Linked DNA regions of Arachis hypogaea: region 2 is linked to region 1. The links are chromatin contacts, called in public Hi-C maps. All regions are on one chromosome and are shown on one strand. The core of a region is the stretch at or near the end of the contact, and the rest is flanking DNA. Distances in the headings are between cores, read along the strand shown. Region 1 holds the start of LOC112797260 (NADH dehydrogenase [ubiquinone] 1 alpha subcomplex subunit 1). Region 2 has its middle 11 kb from the start of LOC112795179.

Region 1 (5,702 bases), core at 2,824-5,323:
ATCCTTCTGTAAAGCTACCATTATATTATTCTCTGTTTAAATAAATTTAAGTTTGGTCACTATTTTCAATATTTTGTGTGAGTGAAGCACTCAATCTATGCACATTGAACAACCAAAACCAAAATCAAAGAAGAACAATGTCTCAGGCTTCACGCATGAGATGATAAATTGAGTGATGAAGCAAAGTATATCAATTTCACAGCTCAGCACCACCAACCCCTCACAATCATTTCGGTTTCTCAAAAATAATAATTCTCACTTTTTAAGTTGTTTTTAGTAGGTATCTTTAAGATAAAAATAAATATAGACATATTAAGGATTAAAGAGAAAACTTTTTGTTTGTATCATTGTCCTAACTTATTCCAATTTTTAGGTAAATGAAAAATGGACAAATTTTAATGCAAAACATATAGCGCATTTTTTTAGTGTAGCTATATTTATGCACTAACACAATTATTAATTGGAATATTATTGTAAGGATAAAATATTTTAGGGAATTATAAATCCAATATTTTAATTCTTTAGAAATTTTAGTATTTTTGTCTTAAAAACTTACTTGATACTTTATTTAAAAAAAAAACTATAAATCTATTACCAAAATTTTCGATTGAGTTAGTTATTCTGTTACCCTTATTCTTATATATATAAGAATGAATTTTCAGGCCTAAACTCATATAAAAGCTGGCAACCGGAACTCTCCTGAGGCATATATAATGGAGCCACACTCAACAGTCAATACACACAGCAACAACAATCAAAATACTTGAATAGTATTTATTATTTAATAATATTTTGTAAAATAAACCTAGGTCCTATGTGTGCGATAGTGGTCACTATAAAATAGTGTCTTGCTCTCCCTAGTGGGGTCCCAAAAAGAAGAAAAATAAGGGAAGTGGACCTAAAGTTGCATAGATCAACCATTCAATCCTATGCACCTCATCCGTATATGTGACACTAACTTGCTATGACAAGGAACTCTTATTTTACATGACAAGATTTTGGCTAGGAATTTTTCACCATGTTTAGTATGGGATAAAAAGTAGCGGAAAAAGTTTTATGCAATTTTACCCTCCATAAGAAACACATAATATGAACGTGGTAAAGTTGTTAGGAAAATACTTTTTGGTATAAAAAATAATTTACTAATATCTAGAAGTAGAAACTACACCACATGTATTCTCCAATTCATGGTAATTCTATTTGAGTATTTAAGATGTTCGTTTGTTCATGTTATTGTCGCACTAAAGAGCATTGCTATCACGGGGAAGGTAAAATGTCGCTAGCTACGATTGATGCCAAATACCATACATGCAATCACCACAGATATTTGCTTTCTTTTTCTAAACGCCTTCCCGTTGATTGTCCATAATGTAAAATAATCGAGAATTACAACTGCATGAAGATAATAATAGTACAGAGTCATCTACTAACATTCATTTTACAAATTCTTTTTTTTTTGGGTTACGAGTAAAAATATGCTAGCCTTCATTTTCACACCTACCCCAGTTTTCCGTCTCTTTAGAGAGAACATATCCAATAATATTAACACCAGATTACCTGACACCTGTTGAAGATCACGTTTGTCTTCAGCTCAAGATTTTTTTCTTTTCATGCCAACCACCTATGCTAGGCAGTAGGCTCTTATTTTAATTCAATTTATATGCAAAATAATTCTCCCAACAATAATGACCACCTTTTCATAAGAAATGGTAGCAGATTGGATTTTTCAGAAAAGGAAGCCGTCGCATGAAACTTCATTATTGAAGCATGCACGCTAAACCACATTATAATTCACACTAATAGCACAAATGATTTACATTGCAAAACTCTTATTTACCTCGTGATGCTTAACTCAGGAGTCTAACTTAGATTGCTGTAGCATGTTTATATTGAATTGTGTAGGCAGAAACAGCTGATTGGGAGGGTATTTGATTGCTTGAGGCTTGAAAGGAAAGGATTACCGTTTTGGTTTGAGAAACGTTTTATATATTCATTTTGTCTTTATACGTATTTAAGTTAAATAAATAAATCCCTTGAAAATTTTTATGTATGATCCCTTGTTAAACACATATTAACTACAATGATAGCCTTTTCTGTTTCCAACTTTCTCTTCAAGCTTGGTGGCGCTATGGGATTGGGAATGAAGACTTTGCATTATTATTCATCAGCCAAAGATTTCAACTTAGAGAGATTTGCAAGATAAGCGAGAAAAAAAAACTTCTAAAGCTTAAAAGGGAACAAATATCTCAAACTAGCTTTCAAATGCCTATTGCTTTGAGAAAGTAACTTGATGGTATCTTTATAAAGCTTCCATTGAATAGCATACAAGAAAAGTGAGAGAAATTTTGTAGTAGTGATTCACCTCGCTTCCTCAGAACACAACTGGAACTCCAGGTAAGCAATTTATTCCCCTCGCAATCACATTGATTAAACAAACTGCAGTTAGCAGAACAAAGTGTCATGATTTCTATCATATATCCAGATCATAAAGTTTTACACACAAACCAACCGAATTCTCAAATCCCTACACTGCAATTCAAGTTAAACTGTTAGGGCACTACAGACAACCGGAAAAAAGAAAATTACTTGCAGTTGGAAGAATGTTAAAAGCTTTTATGCACATTCAAATATTTCATGAGCGTGAAAATGCGCCAATTACATCATATTAATTATCAACATGGCCATTTGTCCATCTTCTTCATTAAGGAAAGACATATTGTCAACAAAGAAATAAAGTATTAAAAAAAAAGAAGAAAAAAAAGAAAAGAGGATATTATACTTAACATCTAAGTGTAAAATAAACACATCAATACCAATAGATTGTGATTCAAGTTGCAAGCAAGCTGATGATTAGAATTAGTTGTATCACTTATACTAGAAATATCATAACCAAGGGTTAACGATGGGAGGGAGGAAAAGTGTACTTGTGCTTGTACAGAATACTTGCTGCTAATGTTTTATTCAACTGCTATAAGACCAACAATCTCATGGGCTTGGGCTCGGGCTAGGGCTAAAAAATCTCGATTTGTACACATAGGAATGAACTGAATGTGACTAGTCAAAAAATGAAAACACACGTTATGGATCTCACCAATCACTGCATGAAATGTTTGACAAAGTCATGAAGAAAGCCAGGTGCGATACTATTTCATCACCAAAAAGGGGCTAGGAAGACAATACTCAAGTAAACAGTAATCATGTTTCCAAGCATAGACACTACACTACTACATTTTGCCTTCATTTCTTGACTTACACACCCGAAATTCCTCTATCTCCATTTCTATGATAATCTGTTTCACTAAATTTTAAAACAGACAAACTTCCTCAGGGTAAAAAACAAAAATGCTATGTACACACCAATATAAGAAAAACGTGAATTTTATATGTTCAGCTAATTTAGTGACTGATTTTTTGAGTATAAATGATTAGTAAAAACATTAGACAAATAATTTCAATCCACTTCACTCTCTCCTACCGAAAAGGAAAGAAAAAGAAAAAAGATTCCAGCTTTTCCCAATTTCTCAATTAACTAAAGCCTCTCGACATAAAATTTCTCTAATCGACAAGCTCTAACACATGATTAATCAATAACTAATCACTATCCATCAACTCGACAGAGCAATTGGTGTAAACTGCAAACCCTAGATTGATTAATAAATTACCCGATGGCGATCAATTGGAAGAAGCGGAGGCTTGTTCCATGAGCTTCTTGTCCCTCCGTTCCATGGCGACGTCCCACATATCGTTCCCAATGTGCTTAGGCTGAGAAAATCAAGAACAAGACAAACCCTACGTTAGATCATTTAAGAAGCACGATCTGAGAAATCGATTAACTCCATAATTAACGAAGATTAACGTAAAGAGAGTGTGTAATTACTCTGCCGTGAGCGGCTTTGTGAATGGTGTACTGAATGCCACCCATGGCGCAGAGCATTCCCGCTATGATCCCCAGTGGCAGCATCGCTTCCATCCATCGCAAATTCATTTTCACACTTCTCTCTTCTCTCTCCCTCTCTCTTCTCTTCTCTTTCTTGCTTGCTTGCTTCTTTTTTTTTTTTCCTTCTTTCCTTTTAAGCATGTTACCACTTTTTAAAATCATCACCTAATGTGGGATTTTTGTTTCAATATTGGGCCTAACCCAACGTTTTTTGGGCCAACAAAAACATAAAATGTCTATTCGCTTTAGAGTCGACTATGAGACCAATTAAAACTGTATAAAGAAGTATAGGGAGCCAATGGAAATTTTGTACAATGTGTACAATGGAGGTTTAGAGAAGTTCGATTCAATATTAGAGATATAATCATTAGTGTTATCTTTTCCTATTAGGTTAAGCTTTTGGGATGAGTGGTTTCATAACATGGTATTAGAGCTCTAGATCCGAAAGATTAAGAATTTGATCTTGGGATGAGTGATTTCATGACATGAGATGTTTATTATTCCGAATATTTGGATGGTTATTCTGGATAGTATGGGTGATGTTCATTTTATTCATATTGGGCTAAAGATTTAGTCCATTGTACACATTGTACACTTAGACTATTGACTCTCTAATAGTACTCAAACTGTATAAATGATAACCAACTTGGTTGGTCTTGTAATCAGTTAACTCATCTATTTTGGGAGTTGAATTTTATTCTAAAATTCAAATTTGCAATAAATTAGTATTTATTTGTCGAATTAAAAGATACTGTATGTAGAAAAAAACTATTCATATGAATTTCATTAGCAAAGGAAAATTTTTGCAACTACTTTTATTTATTATTAATTTTTTTATTTTTGAAAAAAAAAACTTTACTACTTGCTAGTTACATTTAATCTAGTTGGATTAATGCTTGTGTACTAGTAGTAAAGATATTTGCCTCCTAGTCCTAGATAATAATACCAGGCTCGATCTCCAGCATCATTTAGGTTGTGGTTGAAAAAAAAAGGAAAAAAATTTATAAACAATTACTATTCACCTCCAAAAAAATTCTTGCTACTTTTTTAACGGAAATATTGTATTCTATTAATAATATTAAAGATATGTAAATTAAATTGATTACAAATTTTTGATAGGATTTTTTTCTGTCACAAAGCATTTGATCTTGTAAGAAGCAAGTTTGCTAGAATATGTGCCATTAAATTGCCATCTCTCTTTGACATGGGAGATATAGTAAGACCTAAACATGTACAAAAAGGCTTTAGTGTTGAAAATTAGAAGTCCAAAATTATCATTTGGTGTGGTAGCCGAAAGAGTGAGTATTTACAACCATAAAAAAAATTATCTTTACTGGTTGTCCAAATATAATATTAATATAAAAAAAATATTGCATTCATAAATTAAGTATATTTTATACTCAATCTTGAACCAGCTTTATTGAATTCAAAAAGAGAACAACACAAGAAAATACACTTAATGAAAACCACCAATGGAGAGAACAACTTTTTTAGCTGCTTCTGATTGCGTATGGTTGTATCGTAGAAGGCAGCAAAAAAATGGTCATGTTGCGATTCACGGCGGCCGCCACTGCACCTACCAGAAATGTAGACAAGTTTTCACCTTCAAACAAGTTGTTCTATGGGAGGCTTAGTGTTGCCACTATACCCTGCATACACCATACATACATATATCTTGTTGACTAATTCAGTTATTCCAAATAAAATTTTTTAGGGGTAGTTCTAAAAATATTTTAGTATGTTTGTCCTGATAGATTAATTATCT
Region 2 (5,699 bases), core at 2,417-4,916, 52 kb before region 1:
CCTCAAGAGTTAAGTCAAAGTAGCGACATCTTTATTAAAATATTAAACGAATTGTTCCCAGTTCTACAAGATATTTTTCAACCTGTTCGATTTTAGTCTAAAATAATTCACACAGACTAAGCCTTTTGTGCCTCATCATGGATGACACTGATCGGAGCATAAGGGTTATGTGATATATACGTTGACTAGATACAGTGTATCCAACATCAAAGTTTCATAAAATGTCACTTTCAAAAGACTGTTAAATACAAGGTGACCGTATCATCATAACCACGCGATAGCAGCAGAGAGCACAAGGTGAAATCGCTTCACTTATTCCTCCTAGAAGGGGGTTTTCCCTTCGTCGAAAACACTGCACTTGACGAGCTGAATTCCAACCTCCGTCTGCTGTTACTCTGTATCAGCCTATTCTTTACGCGAGAGGCTATCCCCGACTAATTGACATGTACTTTAAGGGGGACTTCAATGAATATTCATTTTGAATAGGCCACATGAAAATACTCCTCCACATGGGCAAGGAAAATATCCCTGTTAATGTTCAACCCACTCAGAGCACACGATAGCAGAGAGACCTTTTCGGAAAGTAGAACTTCTTCCTGAAAATCCAAGAGATGAAAAATTAAAAAAAAAACACAATGTTATAACTAAATCTGATGTTCGGCACCAAAATTTGACATCAATAACAGTTCTGACTTATGATCATAATAAAGCATAACAAAACAACGATGTCTTAACCTAGTTGTAAGCCGACAAAAAGGCTTCAGGTGACCATTACTAAAGATACTTGTACACAAAAACTCTGCAGTCATCACTGAATAATGAATGCACCAGGGTTAGCATTATCTATGCCTGGTCTTTAAACCGCCAAAAACCGATAACATTATACAAACTATCTAAAAAATATATGTTCTACGAAAAGTCACTCTCACCTATTGTGTTGTCTAGGTACAAGGGAATAAATGGTGCAAAGTCCAGAATTGATAGGAACGTAGCCAGGGTCAACAAAAAGAGGATCTGTTCCAGCTTTTTCGACTGCACACAATCAATCATAAGTGTAACACAAAAAGAGATTAACTTAACAAATATGCAAATTGACAGAATTTAAATATCATACTCACCACCAGCAAGTCTAGTTGCTTCCTTTCAAAAGTTGGACACCTTTAGTAGATAGAGTCAAGTACGTATACTATTCTATTCCAGCGATCAAGTGCATAAGCGCACCAGTGCTCATTCCACAAAAAGGGTCCCATTATCTACAAACAAATACGCATTACATGGCCCATAAAAAAAGTATTCAAATGCATAAAACAACAAGAATTATGGCGCTTTTGCCAGATTTTTGTCCGCTATCTGAATGCACCTGAATTAAAGATAATCTTCCAGTTCCTGAAGCGGTTAGTACTTTTCTGACTGATATTGACTAAAGTTCGATATAAAAGACGCTTTAAACACCCAAATCTCTAAGTCAAACGTTGGGATTAATGATAAAGATAAAAAATTGAAACAAAGAATTTCGGACAATAATTACCATTAAGTACAGGTCGAGGCAAACACATTTTTCTAATCGATCATCTGAGCTTTTGGCATTAAAAATTCCGATGACAAAATGCATAAGTTGACAATGCAGAAGACACTATTACAGTGGGATGCAATGTAATAAAGAGACAAAAAAATTCTTAAAAGAATACATACATGGTTGTTTATCCAAAGTATAGGTTTTGCACTTGTGGTATCCTCTTGAGTCAAGTAATGGTCAAACCCAATTGCAATCACCTAAATAAAGGCAAATAAAGACTCTTTAGGTAACGGGACCCAATCCGAAGGAGTTCTCCAACATGTCTCCTATAGGTTTGATGGTGATTAATGAAAATGCAGCAAATATAAATATACTTAGGCTTGGTTTGGTAAAATTTTTTAAAAAAGTGTTTGTATTTTTTAAAAATACAAGTTATTTGTTTTGTGTTTGGTAAATAAAAAAGACCACATACTTGTATTTGTAACTTTTTAAAATTGGTTTGTACTTTTCAAAATTTAAAAATCTAATATAATTTCATATATTAACTAATTTTCAAATTTAACGTTTAAATTTATGTCTCTTATAATATTTTTAAATTTTAAAAACTATTTTATCAAACGTAACTATTATTACTTGTGTTTATTAAAAATTATTTTAATTTAATTTACCAAACATAAATAATACACTTCTTAAAAATTATTTTTTAAAAATTAACTTTTATAAATTACTCTTGAAAAAAAAAAATTTTACTGTCATTACTCGTTACTAGTATAATGATAAAAGAACGTGTTTTATTTTTTCCCAAATTCGCAACCGCTGCCAGCGTAATTGGAAAAGAATATGCATTACATAAAGATTAACGAGTACATGAAAATTAACTAGCACATGAAAATTAACAATTATATTTAAATGTATATTGAACTTCTCTTTAAACTCATAGTTAGGTGGTTTCACATAAATTTTGTTTGACCAATTTGTCTACATAAATCATATCGACATTTGGTATCAAATCAATATTTTTACATATAATAACAAGTAAAAAAAATATCGAGTGAAAATAAAACAAAATAAATTTAATTTGTTCATCTCATTGTGAAACCTTATAGTCTCCCATCAATGATTTATTGAGTTAGAATTTAGAAAGTTGTTAATCATGGCATTCACTCAAAACGTGCTCAACAAAATATTGAGATAAAACATATACTTCTTCAACTATGTAGACTTTGACTGCAAACCGTTTTCAATTTTGCAGTGACGAAGTTGGATTTTTTTTTTTTTTATTTTGCTGGCACAGTCTGCAAAATTAGACTGCTTGAGAAATTAGAAAATAACGAGCAAAAAAATTATTTTATAACGATATAAAATGAGAAAATATTTAAATAAATAAAAAGCCCTTCAATCAAATTCGTTTCCCTTTCGGCTTTTTAAGGCAATATCTCTGTTCTCTAGTCTGAAATCTGAATACAAAAAGTGAATATTATGTGACAGATAATAAGTTGTTGAAATATTAAATACTGAATTAATTTTATAAAAAATCTCTAAACTGCTGATACCATAACACCCAGCTAATATAAGAAAATGGCCTCTCGTGCTTGGGATTTGGGATTCTTCCATTTAACCAACCTCGATCATAATGGAAAAAAAAAGAAAAATAACATACATAATATTAATAAATAAATAATTTAAATGGTAGCTTCTATGTTTTTTTAAATATTTTTAAAATGTGTTATTCATGGAAGCGAGTTGTAGGTGATTAAATACAATAGAAAAAAACAAGTCTTTTTTTTTTCATAAACCTTTTTATTGGTTTTTTTTATGTATTCCCTAATTCGACATATAAAAACCTAATCCGTTACGCATCCAAGTTTCATCTAAAGATTTGCTGGGAACTTTTAAAAGTATTTGAAGAGCTTCGGAAAAAAAAAAGTTGTTTTTCTCGAATATTATATTCATTGTTCAAAAACCAGTTGGGCTTTCTGGAAGAAACTCATTCCTATTTGAATGGATTGAAGCCCATTGGGCCCTTTTTTTCTTATTGAATGTAGTGCCATGACAAAAAACCTAAGGCCGAATATCTAACTCATTGTTATAACATTTTCTGTGTACCATAATACTAAAAAGAAAATCAACTTGGTTGGTTAAGTGGTCAGCTCATTTGTCTGCTTAAGCAAGTGTCAGAGGTTTGAATCAAACCTTGTGCATGCAGCGACTTATTGGCTAACGACAGACCCTTAAATGGAGTTCAGACCCGTAACAAATTAGTTTTTGACCTGTCGGATTGAAAGATACCGTGTGCACCCTAAACCCTAAACTTTAAACAAGGCTTTAATTTTAGTGGTGAATCTTGATATCTCTTACGGTGTTGCATTCAGGTTCAAAACTTGGCTGATATGAAATATGATAGGAGCCTTTAAATATTACATGTATAAATGTATAGTGTGTAAGTTTGTGATATCCTAATATCTAAGATGAAAATTCTCTAATTCATGACAAAAAAATTTTTAGTAAACTGATAAAATAAAATATTAATTATTATTGAATTTTTTATTTTTATAATATGTGAGTCTTGTTCTTAATTCAAAAGTGATTTGATATTTTTCTTTTACTTTCTTAGTCTCTCTATTTTAAAAGAACTTGATCCAAATTCTTAGTTATACAATAGAAAATGAACTTGAGACGTTGAAAAGAATTAAATAAACAAATAAAAGCTTGGATGATTTACACATGAACGATGAATGATGATTGTGTCAAGGGAACTTATATTAAACCTTGAGAAATAAGTCTATAATCTTTCCTAGTTGTTTTGCTCAAAGTTAGTGATGTTTTTTAGATTATTTAGCATTGGCTATAGTAGAGAAAGAAATAATAATAATATACATGACTATGGTGGCACATATTGTTAAAGGGTTTGCTATGGTATTTAAGTTTAGTGTTTAATTGCTAAAAAAAAAAGTTAAATAATTAATATTTAATTTAAAAGTATCAAAATTAATAAATTTTAAATATTTAAAATTTATTATAAAAAATAAGTTAAATAAAAATTAAATATTAAGTAATAAGCACAAGAGAATTGGTCGAATATTAATTCATGGCAGAAACGATCAAATAAAATTCATAAGAAATTTTCATGGTAATTAGAGAAAAATATTTCCTGCCAAATTATCTTATGGATTTTATTCTTAATTTCTATTGAATTTATGCTCTTTTCACTAATTTTAAAATAAATCTATAAAAACATAATAACAAAAGTGGTTAAGTACGATTTGGTTTTTATAGTTTAGGTCAAAAATTTTATTCGTCTCAAACATATTTTTATATACAAAATTGTTCTTAAGGTTCAACTTGATTTTAAAATCGTCTTTTTTTACCTAAATCTTAACATTTTGGACTAACCTCTAACAAAAAAATTATATATATATAAAAAGAAGCCAGCAAGGAAGAAAAGAAGCACTCCCTCACTAGAAAGAGAGAAGCACGGGGAAGAGGAAGGTGGCGACAATGCCGTTGAGGGAGATGTTCGCGCCGCTCTTTATCGCTCGTCGCTGTTTTTCGCTCACTCGCCGTTGTTCGACACTATCTGCCTTTGCTCGTCGCCACTCGCCTTTACTCGTCACCACTCGTCACTCGCATCCTCGTCGTTTTGCAGTTTTGCCTTTGCTTTTTGTCACTCGCCATTCACTTTTGCTTCTGTTTCATTTCACTTCTAAGTTAGGGTTCTAATTCTATTTTATTTTCAGTTTTGTTGATTCTTTGATACTAATTTTTGCTTTTATTGTTTATTTATTACATTGTTTTTTTTTTTTGCTGTCTTGTTGTTGTGTCTTGCTGATGTTGCTGGTGTTTTTTGTTTATTCCTTTTGCTTCTGTTTTAAAACTTCAATTGTTGTTGTTGGTGCTATGAAAAATTGAAAATGCTTGTTGCTGAAGAAACAAAAGTACAAATTTTTGGATGAAGAAGAAGAAAAAAAAGAGAAACCAAGTATTTTAGTGAAAAAAGTTGTTGGAGAAGGATTGTTAGAGAAGGGTATTTTGATTCAACTGACGATTTTAAAACCAAGTTGAACTTTATGGACGATTTTGTATACAAAAAAAGATTGGAGACAAATAAAATTTTAAGCTTAAACCATAGGGACCAAAATTATACTTAATCCTAATAAAAACCTTAATATTAATAATATAAAAA

Evidence for each region. Hi-C and Micro-C count contacts between places; a contact is called where the count stands out from the background.
Region 2: a Hi-C map of leaf shows a contact between it and region 1, with 2.9 times the contacts expected there. The contact joins the enhancer-like site here to the promoter of LOC112797260 in region 1. A contact is called at or near these places in 2 of 8 Hi-C or Micro-C datasets (leaf and an unstated tissue).

What each region holds. Positions count from the first base shown.
Region 1 is chr4:110,732,988-110,738,689 of arahy.Tifrunner.gnm2.J5K5, reverse strand. It overlaps LOC112797260 (NADH dehydrogenase [ubiquinone] 1 alpha subcomplex subunit 1), which reads right to left and starts at 4,073. Exons shown (of 3, transcript XM_025840107.2): 1 at 3,878-4,073; 2 at 3,663-3,762; 3 at 2,135-2,436. The coding sequence starts at 3,985. The coding sequence ends at 3,673.
Region 2 is chr4:110,784,603-110,790,301 of arahy.Tifrunner.gnm2.J5K5, reverse strand. No RefSeq gene overlaps it. Among protein-coding and RNA genes, the nearest start is that of LOC112795179, 11 kb to the left of the region's middle. Within about 2 kb of position 3,666, at least 2 of the 3 cell types and tissues checked have open chromatin away from gene starts, as enhancers often do.